Regions from separate parts of the Anas platyrhynchos genome. Here region 1 is linked to region 2. The links are chromatin contacts, called in public Hi-C maps. All regions are on one chromosome and are shown on one strand. The core of a region is the stretch at or near the end of the contact, and the rest is flanking DNA. Distances in the headings are between cores, read along the strand shown.

Region 1 (2,700 bases), core at 5-2,504, 67 kb before region 2:
GTGTTCTGCACATTTGCAAAGGCAGACAGAGAACAAATCCCTTTCGTGCTGTGGGAGGCTGAAGGCTGGTAACTCAGCAAGGCAGCACTGCTGAGGCTGCTGGGTTTGGTCCTGGGACCTGCCCGAAGTTGGACCCGTCGCAGTGGCACTCACTTGACTCAGTCCTTGTGCCACGAGTCTCCATCCTCCAGAAAGCAAACAAGGTTTTTGCTCCCATTCTGGAAAGCCGTTCCAGGACCTCACTGCTCTGGGGTCCACAAACCATCTCTTGGTCCCCCGCTCTCCCAGGTGCAGGCCTGGCTGCTGCTGTGTGTGAGGACACCGGGCTGCGTGGTCGTGGGGCTGCGTGGAGCTGCTGAGCCGTGGGGACACGTCGAGCAGTAGCTGCGGTGTCCGTGTTTTCTGCTGGGTGCTGAGACGCCGTGTTCATGTTCCCAAACAGGGGCTGGGCCCGGCTGGAGTTGCGATGCTGTTTGTCAGCGCTGGGAACTCAGGAAGTTCAGAAGTGGTTACTGCTGAATTAATGAAAGCCCGGAGGGCAAGATCCACAAAGGCTCTCTTAAATGACATTTGAGATATTGCAGAGACACTGAAACTCTCTTAAGGCCTTCCCTAGGTGCCGAAGGTCTGTCGACACTGGCAGCCCTTTGCCAATAGCTCTCTTTCGTGTAGATGTGCCAATCCTTTGCTCGGGTAAGGAGTACCCTCTGCCCAATTCCTGGTGACCACTGCAGCACCATACTTCATATGTCTTGTCCTGAGTTTCTCTTCCTCCATTTGAGCCCAGGCCAAACACTTTAACCTTCAGATGAAACCTGTCTCCCATCTGTAGGTCATTGCCTGGAGTTTGTGATGTGCCTGTAGCTTTATAGCCTAATGAAATAAGGTGCGTGTGGGGTTGGTACGTCTGAGCTGTGAGCCCACATGAGCCCCCACAGCCTTCCCTCGGGGGGGTCTGATGCTGCCGGGTGCTGCGGGCTTGCAGTCAGTGGCAGTACTGGGTGAGCAGACACATTGGGGCATCATGAAGGACTTGTTATCCTTTCTGCAGCACCCTATGGGGCTTCTGACCGCGTCCTGGTGGCTGTGCCCCCCCAGTGCCCCAGGAAGCCTGGTGGCCAGGTGGTGTGGTCAGTGCTTGGGCATTCGGTGTCACTGGGCTCCTTTCTTCAAACATCCTCCAGTGCTGCAAGCGTGGGGACGGCACAAAATGGAGCAGGGCAGGCATGGGGACGCCGTGCGGGCGCCCTCCACTAGATGGCAAGCTGAGACCAGCCCGCTCAGTGCACTTGTGCCCTGCCAGGGCAAGGGCAGCCCGTGTGGGTGGGGGGCTGCGGGTCTGGGGGTGCCCAGAACGGGCTGCCCTGTGCCTGTGCCCCAGCTCTCGGGCAGGGCAGTTCCTGCTGCATGGGGCAGGGAAAACAAACGCTTCCCAGGTCTGCCCCCAGAGCTTGGCATGGCCCCAAATGAAAAACTCGTCCCTCTCCCGTTGCTCTGTCCTTCCTCTGCTGCTCCCCTGAGAGAAGCAGCCGATGGTTTTGGGGGCAGGCGGCGTTTGGTTGCACTGAGCGGGGCTGAGCTCAGATCTTCAAAACGTGCATGGCCTGGCATTGCCCCCCCAGGCACCGAGGGTCCTTCCCCTCGCCGCCTCCATCATGCAGGCCTGCTCGGGTTGCCATGGTGACCATGGCTGCCATCTCCTGGCCCTGGGTGTCCTGGGGGGCCCAGGCCTGGGCTGCCTGTGAGCTGAGGCTGTGCCAGGAGGCCTGCGGTGGGGGGCCGGGCAGCCTGCCATGGCGGGGCCCGTGTCCTCCTCAGGGCCAGCCCACAGTGGTGGTTGGGTTGGGTTGGTGGCAGTATCAGCAGGGAAATAACCTGTAACGGGCAGTGGGGCTGCTGGGCAGCCACGTTCAGCCCCGCCGGGAGCTCCCGTGGCCCGGTGTGCCCATGGCACGGTGCTGGGAGAGGCGTCTGCAGCAGCCCTGCCCCTGGTCCCAGCCCTCGGCCTCGCTCCCTGTCTGACAGCTGCTCGGCGGCACTGGGGCTGGTTCAGTATTTCTGCTCGGGAAACGCAACGTGGTGTTTTTATAGCAAACCCCAGCGTAACAACAAAGCCCAGCCTCGCGTTCCTGCCCAATACGCGGCACCCTCTCCCGCCTCCACCTCAGATATGGCTTCTGGGAATTCTTTCTGAAATTGTTTTTCATTTTCCTTGTCTAATTATGCAAAATGGTGAGAGATTAATTTCCCAGTGGAAATGATGTCTTTTGAACTCAATCCAGTGCTTTCAACCTCGGCATTCCTGTCATTTTGGCTCATTCAAAAAATAAATTAACTTGAAGGACTTCGGTTGCAACCCCCAAGACACCACGGAGGGACGGCTGGATACCTACCAACCGCACGAATTCCCAACCTTCTCGTATTCCATCATAACGAACTGGAAGCTGCAAATCTGCTCTATCATTTTAATTCATTTCATCTCCAACTCCTTGGAGGTCACTTGCCTCTTCTCTGTCGGTTTGTGTACCGTGCTCATTAGCTCTGGATCCGTTTCCAGCAATGTTTGGAAAACCGTCAGTGATGGAGGTGGGGGCAGCGTTTCCACCTAGGGTGCAGTATCTACGACTGCTGCTGCATCAGACTCAGGAGGACTCGGGGACTGATCACTCTGGTTGTTAATAAACATCAGTGGTGTTTTTC
Region 2 (2,700 bases), core at 140-2,639:
CTTCAGAAGGACAAGCAGAGGTCAGGAGGTGCAGGCTGCGCCATGGCTCCAAAATGAAAAAAGGAAACACAGATTGAGGTCAAACCGGGCAGGGGCCGGCAGGGGGAACGCCCGCACATCCCCGCGGGCACGGGCTGGCTCGGGGCTGCAGCTCGGGGCTGGCTGCGGGTCACTGCCCGTGCCCGGGGACACACCACAAGGGTGGCACCACCCGGGGACAGGGGCAGGCGGCTGCCGTGCCGTGTCCGCCCGTCCGTCCGTCCGTCCGTCCTCCATCCGGGGGGGAGAAGCGAGCCCTTAACCTGCGTGACCTCTGCAGTTCCTCTCTCGTGCTCGCTCGCAGTTGTTTTGCAGAGGCTTTTGTGGCTCCGCTTTCTTCTGCTGCCGTTGTTTATATTCGCAAAGAATAATGGCAACTGGAGGTGCAGAAGGCACCGGGGCGGGTCCCACCCTCATCCTGCCTTCCTGTCAGCCACTTGGGGACCGTCTCTCTGAATGGCATCTCCGGGGCTTTTGTTTGAGCAATTTTCTTCTCAGTCAAGCAGAGCTGTCCCTGAGGAACCCGTGTGCTTACCCGCTCTCCCCCAGCCTGGCATTCAATGGTAGCTCATCGTGAAAAGCTGTATCTAAATTTAGTTTTAAGATACTGGACCTGTCCTGTCTGTGGTCGTGGGCTGAGACTGGGCTCTTACACTTGGCCTGCCTGGTCCCCACGGGGCTGTGGTGGCACGGAGCTGCTGTCCCAGCAGCTGCTCGCAGCGCGTCCATCCAGGCAGTGCCACGGCGCGCAATTATCGCAGCTCTCCTCCCTCAGCACCTCCTGGCACGGCTCGTGTCTCTTGTCAGAGTTGTGAGGTACCACCACGCTGCTCCTGGGTGGGGGAAGAGCCCATGGGGAGGCTGCTCATGGCCCTGCAGATGAGCTGCTGGGGGAGGAAGGCTCTCCGAGGCGGGCACTGCCTGGCCCTGCGGGTACCCGGCGGGACGGCAGAAGCACACATACAGCATCTGGTACAGGTCTGGGGTGAAGTGAGCCCAAACGAGCATTGGTCCCCTTCTGTTTGGGGTCATGGGAAGTACTACAACACGAGGAGAGCGAGGCTAGGGACGAGGTGTCCGTGGAGGCTCACCGGGTGGCACCGTGGGTGGGCCCTGACCTGGCCGGGGCTGGCACGGAGCCCCGCTGAGCAGCAGCACCGTGCGCCCTGCTTCGTCCTCCGCAGCTGCACCGGTGCCAGCAGCACTGCCCTGTGCCCACCCCGTGTCTGTGTGTTGGGCAGGGGATTTGGGCAGGCGGCCCCAGGGGCACAGTGCTGCGTGGCTCGGCCATGGGGTCGGCCTGGGCTCAGGAGGAGCAGGGCTCGTTCACCGCTCCAAGCAGGAACGCGGCTCTCCTGGTGTTCCTGCTTCAGAACAGATCCTCAAGTTCCCAGTCTGCTGCTTGGCTTATTCCAGATGACATAATATTCCAGCTATCTCATGACTTATTTATTTTTTTTGGTTCAGACTGTTATAAGGGTGTCTGTGTGTTTTTCGCAAAGCAGCTTTAACTTGGGAGTCCCGGACTCTGCCTGCAGTTCGGAGCTCCATAAGCTGCAGTGATTCAAGGGTCTGGCAAACATCTTCAAACCCGGTTCATGAAAAATACAAGCAGTATACTCAGTAGGCTCCACAGATAAATGTGGGGGAGGCCCAGTTGCTGATGGCAATACGATTTAGAACTTGCATGTATCTAATTCACACGCACGCATGTGTATTTATCTGTATGTATTTCATAATTCTTTCCTAGGTTGTGTTTAAATAATCCTGGATTTATTTTAGAAGCATTTGTGCGCTTCCATGAGGTATTTTCAGATACGTGTAAAAGAAAGATGCCTGTAGGCCACAAGAGCAGTCATCTTGTTCTGGGAGGGCAGAGGGAAATTACAAACTTTCGTTTGAGGAGGGATATTTACGGCTGCTTGGTCGAGAGGAAAAGTCCAGCGCTGAAAGGCCGCCAGCTTTCCCAGCATCTCTGCTCCGTGGGCTTGTTGCTTTGGGCTTGCAGGAGGAAAAGGTCGAAGATGGATGGTTTATCTGTTTTTCTGCTGTGTGGGCTTTTCATTTGCCCAAGACTTTGGCATAACAACTTTTCAGAGCTTTAGCTCTTTCAGTTTTCAGTTGGCTCCTGGACTAGAAACTTTCCACAAATTGAACTTGAAAATTTGTCCAAATGTTCTTACAAAGAAAGTCTCCAGTTTTGTGGCTAGCCCCATGTGAACCATCAGTCATACGTCAAAATATTTTCTGCATGGTCATCCATTACAGCAAAGATGATCTGTCGGGTCAAGCCTCCTTTTCGCTAATGCACGCAGAAACCTGCCTTCCTTTGCTCAGCAGGAATGAAGTATGTGGTTGCTTTGAATCCACAGCTTTGGAGTTAACTGGAGCCTGCTCCTGGGGACGTTACTGCCTGTGCAGGGCGTGCAGGCCCTCGCAGATGGACGGACAGACAGACAGACAGACAGACAGCCTCTTCACAGGCTCCTCTCCCCAGGCCTCTCTGCAGCTCTTTCCAACCTCCCTCCTGCTCTCCGCAGCTTTTTGCAGAGCTGCCTCCCAGGAGACTTTTCAGAAGTTTCTGCTTTTGAACTGCGCTGCTCTGTTTATGTGATTTGCTCTGGGAACATCTAAGGGTGCTTCTCGCAAACTGAATTAAAT

Evidence for each region. A called contact is a pair of places that touch in the nucleus more often than the background predicts.
Region 1: a contact with region 2 is called in a Hi-C map of subcutaneous adipose tissue, with 2.1 times the contacts expected there. The contact joins two enhancer-like sites. A contact is called at or near these places in 3 of 8 Hi-C or Micro-C datasets (liver, skeletal muscle and subcutaneous adipose tissue).

The regions. Positions count from the first base shown.
Region 1 is chr14:1,271,310-1,274,009 of IASCAAS_PekinDuck_T2T, reverse strand. The region is part of intron 11 of ARHGAP26 (Rho GTPase activating protein 26); the gene reads left to right. Among named protein-coding and RNA genes, the nearest start is that of ARHGAP26, 36 kb to the left of the region's middle. Within about 2 kb of position 1,254, at least 3 of the 8 cell types and tissues checked have an H3K27ac peak or open chromatin away from gene starts, as enhancers often do. A contact at or near this core is called in subcutaneous adipose tissue, where this site is marked.
Region 2 is chr14:1,204,445-1,207,144 of IASCAAS_PekinDuck_T2T, reverse strand. All of the region lies in intron 20 of ARHGAP26 (Rho GTPase activating protein 26), which reads left to right. Among named protein-coding and RNA genes, the nearest start is that of NR3C1, 93 kb to the right of the region's middle. Within about 2 kb of position 1,389, at least 1 of the 8 cell types and tissues checked has an H3K27ac peak or open chromatin away from gene starts, as enhancers often do. A contact at or near this core is called in subcutaneous adipose tissue, where this site is marked.